5 separate regions of the Mus musculus genome follow, and all the other regions are linked to region 3. The links are chromatin contacts, called in public promoter capture Hi-C maps. All regions are on one chromosome and are shown on one strand. The core of a region is the stretch at or near the end of the contact, and the rest is flanking DNA. Distances in the headings are between cores, read along the strand shown.

Evidence for each region. Promoter capture Hi-C pulls out the DNA fragments that hold promoters and counts their contacts.
Region 1: a contact with region 3 is called in a promoter capture Hi-C map of pre-B cells, with 15 times the contacts expected there. The contact joins the enhancer-like site here to the promoter of Adam19 in region 3. A contact is called at or near these places in 3 of 39 promoter capture datasets (hippocampal neurons, liver and pre-B cells) and 1 of 115 datasets of contacts at active chromatin or transcription factors (bone marrow-derived dendritic cells).
Region 2: a promoter capture Hi-C map of embryonic stem cells shows a contact between it and region 3, with 3 times the contacts expected there. The contact joins the promoter of Ebf1 here to the promoter of Adam19 in region 3. A contact is called at or near these places in 2 of 39 promoter capture datasets (embryonic stem cells and second pharyngeal arch cranial neural crest) and 5 of 115 datasets of contacts at active chromatin or transcription factors (astrocytes, embryonic stem cells, microglia and 1 more).
Region 4: a promoter capture Hi-C map of pre-B cells shows a contact between it and region 3, with 4 times the contacts expected there. The contact joins the enhancer-like site here to the promoter of Adam19 in region 3. A contact is called at or near these places in 3 of 39 promoter capture datasets (cranial neural crest, liver and pre-B cells), 2 of 115 datasets of contacts at active chromatin or transcription factors (bone marrow-derived dendritic cells and large pre-B cells) and 1 of 9 other capture datasets (liver).
Region 5: a contact with region 3 is called in a promoter capture Hi-C map of pre-B cells, with 10 times the contacts expected there. The contact joins the promoter of 4930597A21Rik here to the promoter of Adam19 in region 3. A contact is called at or near these places in 5 of 39 promoter capture datasets (cranial neural crest, hippocampal neurons, liver and 1 more), 1 of 484 Hi-C or Micro-C datasets (cortical neurons), 5 of 115 datasets of contacts at active chromatin or transcription factors (astrocytes, cardiomyocytes, embryonic forebrain and 2 more) and 2 of 9 other capture datasets (adipose tissue and embryonic stem cells).

What each region holds. Positions count from the first base shown.
Region 1 is chr11:44,407,415-44,410,114 of GRCm38.p6, reverse strand. Il12b (interleukin 12b) reads right to left here. Exons shown (of 8, transcript NM_001303244.1): 3 at 2,041-2,307; 4 at 1,537-1,654. Among named protein-coding and RNA genes, the nearest start is that of Il12b, 8.7 kb to the right of the region's middle. Within about 2 kb of position 1,319, at least 2 of the 459 cell types and tissues checked have an H3K27ac peak or open chromatin away from gene starts, as enhancers often do. A contact at or near this core is called in pre-B cells, where this site is marked.
Region 2 is chr11:44,616,812-44,619,511 of GRCm38.p6, reverse strand. Ebf1 (early B cell factor 1) reads right to left here and starts at 1,412. Exons shown (of 16, transcript NM_007897.3): 1 at 1,200-1,412. The coding sequence starts at 1,333.
Region 3 is chr11:46,054,634-46,057,418 of GRCm38.p6, reverse strand. It overlaps Adam19 (a disintegrin and metallopeptidase domain 19 (meltrin beta)), which reads right to left and starts at 1,435. Exons shown (of 23, transcript NM_009616.4): 1 at 1,209-1,435. The coding sequence starts at 1,305.
Region 4 is chr11:44,494,896-44,497,767 of GRCm38.p6, reverse strand. No RefSeq gene overlaps it. Among named protein-coding and RNA genes, the nearest start is that of Rnf145, 23 kb to the left of the region's middle. Within about 2 kb of position 1,362, at least 110 of the 459 cell types and tissues checked have an H3K27ac peak or open chromatin away from gene starts, as enhancers often do. A contact at or near this core is called in pre-B cells, where this site is marked.
Region 5 is chr11:44,584,949-44,587,648 of GRCm38.p6, reverse strand. 4930597A21Rik (RIKEN cDNA 4930597A21 gene) reads right to left here and starts at 1,332. Exons shown (of 4, transcript NR_126460.1): 1 at 1,299-1,332; 2 at 172-347.

The DNA of each region.
Region 1 (2,700 bases), core at 70-2,569, 1.6 Mb after region 3:
ATGAGTTCTGTATTATAGATCAGAGATAGAGTGCCTGGTGTCTACAGTCCGAGGCCAGTCTGTCCAGCTGGTTGGATTTCTCCAGTGGAATAAAACAACCAAAACCAAAACCAAACAAAAACCCCCTTGCCCTTTGCAGAGTGGAAGCTTAGCTGTAAGAGACTGAAAGTTGCATCTCTGCCTAAATGAACCTGAAAATATCGTAATGCAAGAGAAACTGCTGAATTATAAAGAATTATAACAACAAAGATGATTATAAAGAAAACATGCGTGTCGCCACAATTCTCCTTTTTACTCAAATCTGAGTCCCACATATAGACATTGTTCACAGTTTGTTACTTCTAGAGTTTTTCCAAATGAATATTTAAGATAGACATGCACACAGACATATATGTACATATGTAGTTTATCCAAAGAGTAGCACAACTTTAAAGACAAATGAAAAATATATATGCATGAGTTTGTAACGTCTTTTTCCTCTCTGAAAGTATTGTGGGGGAGTTCTCTAAACAGAACACGAAAGTTGAGTTATTTATTTCAATAGATGCACATTGATGTTCCATTTGAGCATGCTTTTGCTAATTATGCAAAATGTTCCACTGACCCTTATCCATGTACTAGTTTCTTCAGGAACACGTGCAAGATTTCTCTAGCAGGAAAATGTATCGTGCTTGTCTAATTTTTTAAAGCACATAGAGGTCTGGCATGTTTCTATATGTAAGCATCTGCATTGTACACTGGTCTCCTTTGGGGCCACCTTTACCAGATCAGAAAATTCTCATAGAAGCAACAAGGACTCTGATGTCACCCTGAACCATTATTTTCCTTAGCTAAGTTAAGTCATAGCAAATTCATGATAAAGATGGAAAAGGGAGTCGTCCCCCCCACACCCCCTGTCCCCCGTTTATTCATTTAAATAGTGGGAGAGCCAGGGCGCTCACTCCCTGCCCTCCATGTGGCTCAGGGATTTAGTTGCTGACTAAAGTCAGCTGTAGAGCAGTCTGACACACCCGCTCTGCAGCCCTGGGAGATGATGTTTTTAGGAAAAGCCCAAGTGCATTGGGGAAACTGAACTTCAGAATAACGGTTGGGGGGTGGGGGTGGGGGGGGGAAGAAGTTGAAAAGGCTCTAGGAAAATCTCGAAAGGCCTCAGAGGGTTCTGGAATCTGTTCCAGGGCTTCCAACAGCAAGGCCCTGGAGCACTCAATTCTGCTTTTGACACAAGGTCGAGCTCTGGCCAGTTATTTGTAGCTGTGGCTTCTTTTTAATTCCTCCCCATGGTGCTGTGAGCCTTAATGAAGCACGGCCAGGCAATTCGGATGAGTGAATTCAAACTACCCAGCCAACTAGTCTCAGAGGGCTGGCTTAAAGCTCCATGCTATTTCCTTAGGCGAGCAGAGGGAAGTTGAAAAAAAAAATACAGAATTGACTTTGCTGTTCCATTACCAGTCACTGATAATCCATGGGCAGTTTGTACTTCTTTTTGTTATGAAGTAGATCACACAAAACCTTGAGAAATCATGGCAGCTCCCTTACCTGCTACTGCTCTTGATGTTGAACTTCAAGTCCATGTTTCTTTGCACCAGCCATGAGCACGTGAACCGTCCGGAGTAATTTGGTGCTTCACACTTCAGGAAAGTCTTGTTTTTGAAATCTGCATTTGAAAAGAAAAGAAAAATTAAATATTTAGGAGTTTTCTTTTAATAAAGAAATTTGTTTTTGTTATTTTTTATTTTTATTTTATTTATTTATTTCTTTTTTACTGTGGATGGATCACTGGCCATTACATGGTACAAGGGTGAGATTTTTTTTTTTTTTTTTTTGAGACAAGGTCTCTGGATGTTATTGGCTAACCAAGAAAGCTTATTGGTAAGCTATGGGCCAATGAGAGTTCCTGTTTCAAAGGAAATGAGAAACATTTCTGAGCCTCAGTGCACGCGCACGCGCACGCGCACACACACACACACACACACACACTTGCAATTATTACTTTTTAAGGAGGGGTAGAAGAAAAGATACTGTCAAGGGGGATGGAATTACTTTTTAAAATTTCAGTGGACCAAATTCCATTTTCCTTCTTGTGGAGCAGCAGATGTGAGTGGCTCAGAGTCTCGCCTCCTTTGTGGCAGGTGTACTGGCCAGCATCTAGAAACTCTTTGACAGTGATGGTCAGGGTCTTTCCAGAGCCTATGACTCCATGTCTCTGGTCTGAGGTCCAGGTGATGTCATCTTCTTCAGGCGTGTCACAGGTGAGGTTCACTGTTTCTCCAGGGGCATCGGGAGTCCAGTCCACCTCTACAACATAAACTGGAGAGCACCAGCAGTGAGGACCTGGACCAGGAGCCTCACAAACCCCGGGAACTGGGTTTCACTCAGTGTCTTGACACACCCATGGCCCTTGGAACGTCATAGCTCACAGGAGTTTGGCAAGTGCTTGCTGAGAGATCTCAGGGCATGGGGACAGAACAGAGAAACAGTTCTATAGCTGCCACCGAGTCATTTAACTGGCAGGTGGCCAGTAATAATCGGTCTCTGATTAGGAAGGGAAGACCTTGAAACAAGAAAAGATGCAAACAGCACAAGATTCCTTGTCAGAAGCCACTAGTGTGTGTGTGTGTGTGTGTGTGTGTGTGTGTGTGTGTGTGTGTGTTGGGAATGGAGATGAGGGGGAGTAAGCTTCCAGTTGTAATTCACAGGGAA
Region 2 (2,700 bases), core at 163-2,662, 1.4 Mb after region 3:
ACACACTTTCGCTTCTAGCCTAGTTACCCAATTCACTCTCACTACCAACCACTCCCAACCCTGTGCTCATGGGGATGGAAACAGTATAGGACAGTTGTCCCTAGCCCTTCCCCCCAAAAATGGAAAGATGGAACTACTCCCCATTCCCCTTCTGCACCCTTTATGTCTAATGGAGCCTGGGCCCACAAAGTTTTCCCCGAAGCCCAGGTGGTGGCCAGCAATGAAAAGGGCAAGGTACCATTTCTCACTTGGGACTAGGAGCCCCTGGACAGGGCACTGGGTGTGTCCAGGGAAGTTCCTCAAGTTGGTCTCCAAGAGCATGGCCTCCAAATCACTCAGTGTAGGATCTGGAGAGTGGGAGAGGGACTGGGGAAGGCCAAGGTGACAGTGGATGAGGGTGGCTTTTAGGAGATGTGAAAATTAAAGTTGGAAATCACTATTCTACAGGCAGACTGAGAAAAACTGAAGGCTAAGAAGTGGAGAGAGGAGAGAGTAAAGAACCAGATAGGAGAAATAAGAGGAGACTCCAAGAAGAAAAATGGAGAGAGAGAGAGAGAGAGAGAGAGAGAAACGGGGGAGAGAGCCAGGTGAGGAAAGAGAAGAGAAAAACGAAGAGTGAAACTGAGAAAGAAGGGGGGAAAAGAGTGGAGAAGGACAAGAAAAAATTAAAGAAGGTAGAAAAGGGAAAGGAAAGATAGGGGGAAAGGAAAGAATTAAAGAAGGTAGAAAATAGAAAGGAAGAAAGGGGGAGAGAAGAAAATTAAGTAGGAAAAAAGAAAAGAGGGAAGAAGAAAAAGGAAAGAACTGAAGCGAAATAAAGGGGAAAGGAAGCGAAGAGAAGGAGAGGAAAAGGGAAAAATATAACCACACAGAAAAGAAAACAAGCGGTCAGAAAAGCGCAGCTATCCAACACCGAGCTGCAGAGACGCCTCTTCTGGGTTAAAACAAAACGAAAACACTCGCAGATGGGGCTGCGGAAAGTGCCGGCAAAGCTTGGGCTCGGCTCCCTCCAGCAGCTCGCTGATCTCTGGCCACCCGGCGACGAGTGCTGCGCAGCCGAGGAGCGCGGAGCTCGGGCGGCGAGCGCAGCGCAGCGGCAGACGCACTCGCGTGGCCAGGCCCCGGGTAGCCGCGCCGCCGTCTCCGGGCTCTCCCGCTAGCCGGTGGCCTCTCCTCCACGGTCCCCCAGCGGTACCCACCTCTGCGCCGCTGTGTTGGCGTCCAGCACCCCGGCGCCCTGCATCCACGTCCGCACCGCGTTCATGCCGCTGCCCAGCGGCTCTTCCTTCATACTGCTTCCACTCCGTTGGATGCTTTCCTGGATCCCAAACATGAAAACAACCTTTTCTTGTGGAAAAATCTCCTCCCCTTTGAAAATATTTGAAAAAAAAAAAAAGGAAAAAAAAAAAAAAACGCCAACCACAGATTTTTTTTTTTTTTTTTGAGTCGATGAGACTCGCGCTACATCAAGGCGGGCTGAAAAGCAAAATTTTTAAAAATGTAAACCTTCGCTCAAAACTGAGCGATAACAAGGAGGGGGGCGAGGGGAAAAAAAAAGAAAGGGAAAATCCAACGAAAAGACCAAAATTAAGAAAAAACAGAGATATATGCCTGGCTGTTGGGGGTTGTTTGGTTGGTTGGTTTTGAGTTTGGGTGCTTTTTTTTTCCTTTTTTTTTTTTTTTTTTTTTTTTTTTTTTGCTTTTTTTTTTTTTTTTGCCTTTTTTTTTTTCTTTTTGTAGTAATCACAGGCCGTTGGAGAACAGGAGGGGCTGGAGTTTCCTTTTGTAGCGGTACCTTCACTTGAAGAAGCAGGAAGAAAAAAAACCACCCTGATGACAATTTAAGAAACAATAGATACGACTCTCGAAGCCGGCTTGGCTACTTGAAGTGTCATTTTCCACAACCAGGCAAGTTTTTTTCTCTCTCTTTTTTCCTCCTCCTCTCTCAACCAAAGATGTTTCTTTCCTTTCCGTGCGTGTAGATGAGGACGCTGGTTGCTGTAGACAGATACACCGGAGGGGGGGGGGGGAAGGGGAGAGAGAGGGAAAGAGGAAGGGGGGAGGGAAAGAGATAGAAAAAGAGAGGAGAGGGAGAAAGAGAGGGGTGGACCCTGCTGGATGGAGATTCTGTTTTCTCCTTGCTAAAATAGAAGTGATTTGCAGGCTCTCCCTGTGGAATCCAGTTTGACTCTCCCCAGAGCTAAACACAGGCACACTAACCCCAAAGGGAAGGAGGCGGGGCCCTCGCAGCCTAGACACGCCCCTTCTTTGCATAACGTCATCCTTCCGCCTTATCACAGCCAATCGCAGCTCCCGAGCTGGCTTGTTCACAGAGCCTGGCCACACTCCCTCATTAACATCCTTCTCCTTGTGGCGCAGGGGAGCCGCCAAAGTTCCCGGCAAAGTGGCGAGCAAGGGATCTCTGAGCTCTAGCGTCTAAACTGGAAGGAGCGTGGCCTTAGAGAGCGAGAGAGGGGGCAGAGGGAAGGAGATGGAGGTATCCTGAGTCGAAGGGGTATGCACCATGGCAGTTCTTAAGCATCCCTTCCGAGCCCTGAGCGCGACGGAGGCGTACTGACTGCGTTCTCTTTGGGCAGACGCCTAGTCCCTTGCTTGCCTGTCCTGGGACTTCGGGGGCAAACGTGGAGGAAAAAAGGACTGACCAGGCAGAAAAGGCAGGATGCCCATCCCAGGTGTCCA
Region 3 (2,785 bases), core at 186-2,685:
ACCCCAACAAAAGGAAGAGCCTTCTCCTATCCAAGGCAAAGGAGCTGGAGCGTTGAGTGGAGGAAACCCTCGGGTCAGGTTCTTGCAGGGATGGGGCGGGGGCTGCAGCCTGCCCAGCCCGTACACTAGGGCGTCGTTAGCTTGATTTAAAAACGCTGACGGTTGGTACAGCAAGCACCCGCGACCGTCTGGAGTCAGCCCAGCTCTCCAGCTGCCTCAGAGCTAAGGCTAAATAAGCTCTCCCGGGTCAAGATGACAGAAGCCAGGCATTGCCCCTCCGGGACCGTCCCTTCCGCGAAATCCTATGAGAACCTCTGAGGGATGCGGCCCGGGAGGGAGCGGTGCCTGGGAAAACAGTTGTGAGAAATAGGCATTATCCAGCGTCCAAACTGGAAGCGTGGAGCCCATTCCATTTTCTTCACATGAAAACTGAGGCCAAGAGGAGATAGGCATTGGGTGAGGTGGAAAGAAAGCTCCGGTTTCCAGTATCAGATCTTCAATGTGGGGCGTACTTATACACACCTGGGTTTTTGTTAGTGAACTTCAGCTTACGATCTGCATAATGGGTGCGCATGGTTCTTTTATGGTCTTTCAGAGATGCTAAGTGTACAGGCAGAGATAACCAGTAAACCACCCTACCCTAATCTCTCGGAAACCTTTGATTTTCTATCCCACTGGTATGCTTTTGACACCACCACCCCCCCGCCCCCAGCAAGATCCAGGGAGTGGTTCCCTCGCCGATTCGGGATAGGATGCTTGGGGTGCTCCTCTGGGGATGCTCTGGGGTTGCTAGAGCAGCGGGCGCAAAATAGCGATGAGAGAGAGGCAGAGCGGAGACGAGCAACCTCAAGAAAAACAGCAAAGATAGGAAGAGCAGCGGAAAGAGAAGCCCAAAGTAAGAAAACACGGGGAGATGAAGAAAGGAAGGCAAGCAAAGAGAGAGAGAGAGAGAGAGAGAGAGAGAGAGAGAGACTTACTGCTTTCTGATTGCAGTGAGCGCACTAGCTCCACGACCTCCCGTGGCTCACCACAAGAGAACAAAGCCTGGGCTCCTAGGCTTGGGGGTGGCGATACTCACACCCGGGGAGTGGCGGAGTCCGCAGGGATAGCGGTCATGGAGCTGCCGGCATGCAAGAGCGACTCTCAGACCCTCAGTCATCACCACCACCCCTAGTCGCCTCAGAACCCATCTGCGCGCTGCCACTTACTTGTGGTCCATCCCGGCTCGCACGCCGCCAGCGGCCAATGTAGCTGCAGAGCGAGAGCCAGCAAGCAGAACCGGGCGACGCCCGCGCGCCCGGGCATGATAGCAACGGCCCTCTCACTGTCCGCAATCACACATCCCCTGCCATTGCCTGCCCCCGGCCTAGCGGCGGCGGAGGTTTTCAAGCAAACGCCGGCCTAAAAGCCACCCAGCCCACATCCCAGACGCTCCGCCCCTAGCCCCTCAGGGCTCTGCCTGGAATGGGAGGAGGGGAGGCGCCACGCGGAGGAGGGGGTTGGTGGTGGCTGGAGGGACAGCAGTGGGAGGAGCGAGGGAAGCCCCCCGGGAGCATCGCTGACTCAGGTGAAGGACACCCAGGGGAAGGGATGATCCGAATTTCTGAAGTAATCAACCATTCTTGAGGCCTGGGAGATTACAGGACTGGGGTTGAAAGTGTTAAACACACACACACACACACACACACACACACACACACACACACACACACACTTCTGCCCCACTGTAGCTAGTTTACTCTATCCCGCTTTATGCTAAGTACTTTGGGTGACCAAGACAACTCTTTGTAGCTCTACCTTCCAGGATTGACTACTCTTGGAGTCAGGCTGTGAAAGAGTTAATTCCAAGGGACTGAAATGAGTGCTAAAAGAACTTGTTTTCCTATCGGGACTCCAATCTGGGCCTTTAGTCCAGGCCTTCTGACACGGGAGGTGGGGGGTGGAGGGGGTGGGGTTGCAGATCCAGCATCCCAGAGGACAGGGCTTCTGTACTCCAGAAACAGAACACCAAGCCCAAGAAACAGTCTAGACAGGATTACAGAGAAGGAGGGAAGCCTTGGGCTGTATAGGTTGGGGACAGGAGAGAGCAGAATTTGGGATGGTTAGGGTTTAGGATGCAATGGAAGATGAAGCCCACAAATGATGGCTATCACTAAGAAAATTACAGTAGCAGACACTTAGGACTTAGCTTTTATTGACATTCCGTACGTGCTAGGGCCTCTGATAGTTGATCTTGTCATGAGTCCGCTGTGGACTGGAAATGTGTCTCAGCTGGTGGAATGCTTGTCATGCACTCATGAAGCCCTGGGTTCCATCCCCAGGACCTCGTAATTCCAGGAGTGTGGTGCACCACTGTGATCCCAGCACTTATGGGGCAGAGGCTGGAGGATCCAAAGTTCAAGGTTAATCTCTGCTACGTGGTGAATTTGAGGCTAATCTGGACTCCATTGACACAGTGTAGAATAACAGTGATAATTAGGCGACCATCTGGAGGGGGTAGGTATTGGCTTCATCTCTATCTCCCCTCTGGGGGAGGGGAATCAAACCAGAAAAGCATTAAGTCCCCTCACCAAAGGTCACAAAGCTAATGTCTGGGTTTCACTTAGAGTCTGTATATTTGCTATTACAAAGCCTGGTGCAACATGCCTTAGTTGATGAATGAAGAACAGAAAAAAGAGATAGCCAGAAATAATCTGTATAGGGTTGGTTAGCAAAACTCCAAGGGAGAGGAGGCTCTGGAAGGGGAGTCTCGCACCTACATTTGTCAGTTCCTTTCCCCATCCCC
Region 4 (2,872 bases), core at 113-2,612, 1.6 Mb after region 3:
CAAGTAAGTCATTGAAAGATGTCGGATGCCCTGATCTACCATGCTTTATCACCTTCTTCTGAGGCAGGCATTGCCACAGAGCCTGGAGCTGGCCACTTTTCAGGTAGGCTGGTTCCCGGTGCTGCTCCAGACCTGAGAGTCCACAGTCAGCTTTTTCCTTGGGTGTTTGTTGGGCATCTGAACTCGGCTCCTCATATCTGCACAGCAAGCACTGTTAACCAATGATCACCTCCACGCCCCCAATTTCAATCTTTTACAAAGGCAGCCTGGGATCAAGTAGTCTTAAGTTTGTTTGTTTTTTTTAAGGTGGTTATTAGCAATAATATGAAAATATCCTATTCTTTACCAGGGGGTTAAATGACAGATTTTTAAAATTGAAAAATTTTTGATAATTTCATACATGTATTCTTATTTACCACATTTCACCACTTCCTCTTGCCTCTCCAACTCCTTCCATGCCATCTTCACTCCCTCTCAAGTTCATACCCCCTGCCCCGGTTGTTACTGCTCCTTGACTATACATAAACACACATATACCCCACGGAGCCCATTTAGTCTTGCTTGTATGCATATGTGTTAAGGGCTGAACACTTGGGCTTGGATAACTTATTAAAGGGCTTGACCCATAGAGAAAGCTAAACTCCCCCCCCCCCTCAGAAGCCATTGTTTGCCCATAGTTGACACGGCAGATTTTTAAGAGCAATCTGAGCATTCAGAAGCAATTGAGCTGAGAATAAAAGAAAAGGAGTGAGCTGGTTGTTAGAAAATGCAGGGGAAGTCCAAGTGCAAGAAGATCCGACTAAAGTAGCCCTAAGGTCAACACATGAGGCAATGGCACAGCCTTAATAAGAGGTGGTTTGTCTTCACCCGAGTCCGAGTCAGCAGTTACAAGAAGTTAAAGGGAAGGAAAAGAACAAACACAAGAGGTTAAAACTTCTAGGGAATTTTAAGATTAGGCTGCTGTTCTTGGCTTACAGATCTGCAAGCAGGATCTCACTTGGCAGAGAGGGAAGATTGCCCAGAAGACTAATCAAATGGGAGTTTTATTGAAGTGAAATTCAGAAAGCATGAGCCAATCATTTTCTTTTAAAAAAGTATTTGAACCAGTGCCTTTAAGTATGTTCACAGTGTTAGACAACCATTGCTACTCTGATGTCAGACCCTTGCTGTCAACTTGAAAGAATCGTATGCTCAGAGGGCCCAGGTTAGTGACAGCCCTGTAACTTTTCCCTCTAAACTCTTTCAGACTAATAAAGGCATCACGCTTTCTAAGCCAAGAAAGGACAGCCTGGTTTCCTGTTAGCCCAGTTCTGCTCTCTCAGGGGGGAGGGCCCTCTCCCCAGGGCCTTTCTTCTTTGTTTCTCAAGCACTGGAGGGCTTTGGAGGCATGCCTGTGAGCAATGAGACATAACTGAACTGGGACCTCACAGGTGTTGGTGTCTTTCAGAGAGCCTGCTGGGACTTCCTGGTGCAGTCTTTGAAACTGAAAGAGGAGTTGGTTCCAGCTTTTCCGTGAATAATGCTGACTTCTAGAAGGAACTGGGAGTGGACTCCAGTCAAGGCAATTCTCTCAAGCAGTACATGTAGATTACTGAGAGCCCAGGTGCCAATCTGGTCTTGGGAAAAGCTCTGGAGTTTGGGGACCAGGAAGGTGGCACTAAGGAACAAGCCTTTGGCTGAGGCTCTGCGCAGAGGCCCAGGACAGGCTTTGGGAAAGGAGCAGCCTTCCTAACTCAACTCTGGGAGACTGGCTTTCCTGAGACTACACCATCACTATCACCACCTCCACCACCTCCACCACCACCACCCACCACCACCACCACCACCACCACCACCCACCACCACCACCACCACCACCACCACCACCACCACCACCACCACCACCCACCACCACCACCACCACCACCACCACCACCACCACCACCCACCACCACCACCACCACCACCACCACCACCAACCACCACCACCACCACCACCACCACCACCACCACCCACCACCACCACCACCACCACCAACCACCACCACCACCCACCACCACCACCACCACCACCCACCACCACCACCACCACCACCACCACCAACCACCACCACCACCCACCACCACCACCAACAACAACAACCACCACCACCCACCACCACCACCAACAACCACCACCACCACCACCACCACTAGCACCACCACCACCACTAGCACCACCACCACCAACAACAACTACCACCACCACCACCCCTTGACCAGCACCACCACAACCACCACCAGCATCAGCATCACCACCAACAGCAACACTAGCACCACCAACAGCAGCAGCACCATACCACCATTTTCAGAAATTGTAGAGTGGCCATCGACGGGGTTTATTTGCAGCTGGAGACATGGGAAGAAGGGTAACTTCTTCCCTAATGTATACATCACTATATACAAGTGGTTCTATCTTTTGAAGTGTAAACACTATTCTTTTGGTCTTGGGAGTGTTGGTTGAGCCTTAAAAACGTCAGGTTTTGCCAGATTCTTAAGCAGACTTTTAACATTGGCTGCTGGGGAAGAAAAACAACAACAAAAACTCCACGCACTGTAAATTGATGCCCCATTCTTGTCTCACCCAATGAGGAGTACTTGTCTCTAGGCACCTGTCTACCTTAAACACAACTGGGCTCACACAGGATGTTGTGGTAGGAACCTACTTTCTGTGCATATTATCAGAAAAGAACCCATAGTAAAAACTGCCCATTTGCTCACATATGCTATAGGTTAAACACAGGTTGAAGTTCAAAAGGAAGATTAAGGGTTAAAATTGCAGAATCAGAAGCACTGTGGAAAATGGGTAAGAAGCTGTTAGCTGGCATGAGGTAGCCACACCAGACAGATAGCA
Region 5 (2,700 bases), core at 83-2,582, 1.5 Mb after region 3:
AGGGGTGTGTATTTATACATATGTGTGGAGCCAGTATGTGTTTATATTTTCATGGTCACATATGTGTGGCTGCACATGTATGGTGGTGCATGTGTGCATGTGTGTGCGCATGAATGTGGTAGTCCAGAGTTGAAGGCAAATGTCTTCTTCAATCAATCCCCCCTTACTTACGGAGGCAGGGTCTCTCTTTAACCCTAAAGGTCTCCAATTCTGGCTAGTCTCACTAGCCAACTTGCCAAGGGGATCTTTACGTCCCGGGTTCTGGAATTACTGGCAGCCAGTCCTCTTGCCTGGCTGATCCACTGGATCATATCTACAGTCTCTAAGTTATTCCCTCTGGGTACCTTCTACTTATGCAAGGGAAAAGGTTTACATTTGTGATTGTAACATTATTGAGATCTCTTTACTTCCATTTACATAAACAGAGATAAACACAAATGAGATAAATAAGGGGGTGTGGGCCTGGAGGTCCATCCCATATACAATCACCAAACCCAGACACTATTGTGGAAGCCAACAAGAGCTTGCTGATAGGAGCCTGATATAGCTGTCTGCTGTGAGGCTTTGCCAGTGCCTGACAAATACAGAAGTGGATGCTCACAGTCATCCATTGGACGGAGCACAGGGTCCTCAATGAAGGAGCTTGAGAAAGTACCCAAGGAGCTGAAGTGTTTTGCAGCCTCATAGAAGGAGCAACAATATGAATTAACCAGTACCCCCAGAGCTCCCTGGGATTAAACCACCAATCAAAGAAAACACATGGTGGGACTCATGGCCCTAGTTGCATATGTAGCAGAGGATGGCCTGGTCGGTCATCAATGGGAGGATAGGCCCTTGGTCCTGTAAAGGCTCTATGCCCCAGTATAGGGGAATGCCAGGGCCAGGAAGCAGGAGTGGGTGGGTTGGTGAGCAGGGGGAGGGGGGAGGGGGAGAGGATGTTTTGGGAGAGGAAACCAGGAAAGGGGATAACATTTGAAATTTAAATAAAGAAAATATCTAATTTAAAAAAAAATAAGGGGGTGTGGGGCAGAGGGAGGGGCAGGCTGACAGAGTAAACAGTAATGGGTCCAGAGTGGTCCAGAGAAAAATTTCTCGTAAGAACACTGAAACACTTTCAATCAGAAAATATCAGCTTAAAGGCTACCCTAATCCCTACCTTAAAGCTTACCCTAATCATTTTACACATAAGGAAACCAGGGCCTGGGGGTCAGCAGGAATCACCCAGTCCACAGTATGAAATGGTAGACACAAACTTAATCTAAAACTTCGTTCTCCACCTCCATTACCTCTAACCTTACTTAATTTGTAGGTCTTTCCAAGTCTGTGTGTGTTAGAATTGCTTAAATGTATCTGCTTTAAGAATCCAAGAACAACGGATGCACCCACAAAGGCAGTTGGAAAACTGAACAAACTGCAGGACCATGGTGACATCTAGTGGTAATCTTTGGTAGTGCACCTGTCTAGAAGACCTTTGATTTAATCAGGCTTACCATGAAAGCAGAAATATTCTTTTGTACACTGTTCCCTAGTTTGAGTTTGTCTGCTATGGTTATGAGATATACTTGAACAGTAATCCCACATATAGGATTATATGCTGAAGAATATATATATATATATATATATATATATATATATATATATTCAAATCATAGCAAAAGGCACATGACAAAGGCTTGTCATGGCACTGGTTATATTGAGTGTTTGGTTACAGTGGTCCTGACCACCAAGATTCCATCTTAGAAAGCTGCTGTGAATTCTCTTCTAATTAATAAGGGATTCATGGAGTAACAATGTTCGAGTTTGCAAAGCTGATGTTTTTGCTTGAAACCTCAATGAAGTAACAGTTGCAAAATAGTAACCTAATGCTGTCATTTTTTACTCTAATTTTACTCATTAGGATTTTAACATAAAAAGGGAACCTTCCCTATACTCCCATTTTTTATTAATTAATTCTTACATCATCCAGAGTCTTAGATTTCATGAGCTGACTCAGGTATAGATGACATCATCTGTATCTGAAGTGTCAGACGTAGATTACAGTTCTACATTAATTACAGAGTATATCTAAAGCTTCCTAATTTGCTGCAGTGGAGATTGGACTAGGGTGCCATGCATGTGAGGCTATTGCTCTGCCTCTGAGCCACAAAGCGAGCCCTCTGAACCTTTACACAACCTGTATCCAGGCCGAGCCCTTGCCTTAACCCCAACTATCACGCTTAATTTTGAATAAAGGAAGTGTAGTGTGAACCAGAGAAATGTCCTGAAATATAACCCTGCCTATCCAAAAAAAAGAAAGAAAAAAAGAAAAAAGGGAAAGAAAGAAAGAGAGAGAGAGAGAAAATAAGAGAGAGAGAGAGAGAGAGAGAGAAAGGAAGGAAGGAAGGAAGGAAGGAAGGAAGAAAGAAAGAAAGAAAGAAAGAAAGAAAGAAAGAAAGAAAGAAAGAAAGAAAGAAAGAAAGAAAGAAAATGGAGTTTCAATTGGGAAGTTGTCTATTGGCACTGGGGTTTTTTTTTTTTTTCCATTTTTTATTAGGTATTTAGCTCATTTACATTTCCAATGCTATAACAAAAGTCCCCCTTACCCACCCACCCCCACTCCCCTACCCACCCACTCCCCCCCTTTGGCCCTGGCGTTCCCCTGTACCGGGGCACACAAAGTCTGCGTGTCCAATGGGCCTCTCTTTCCAGTGATGGCCGACT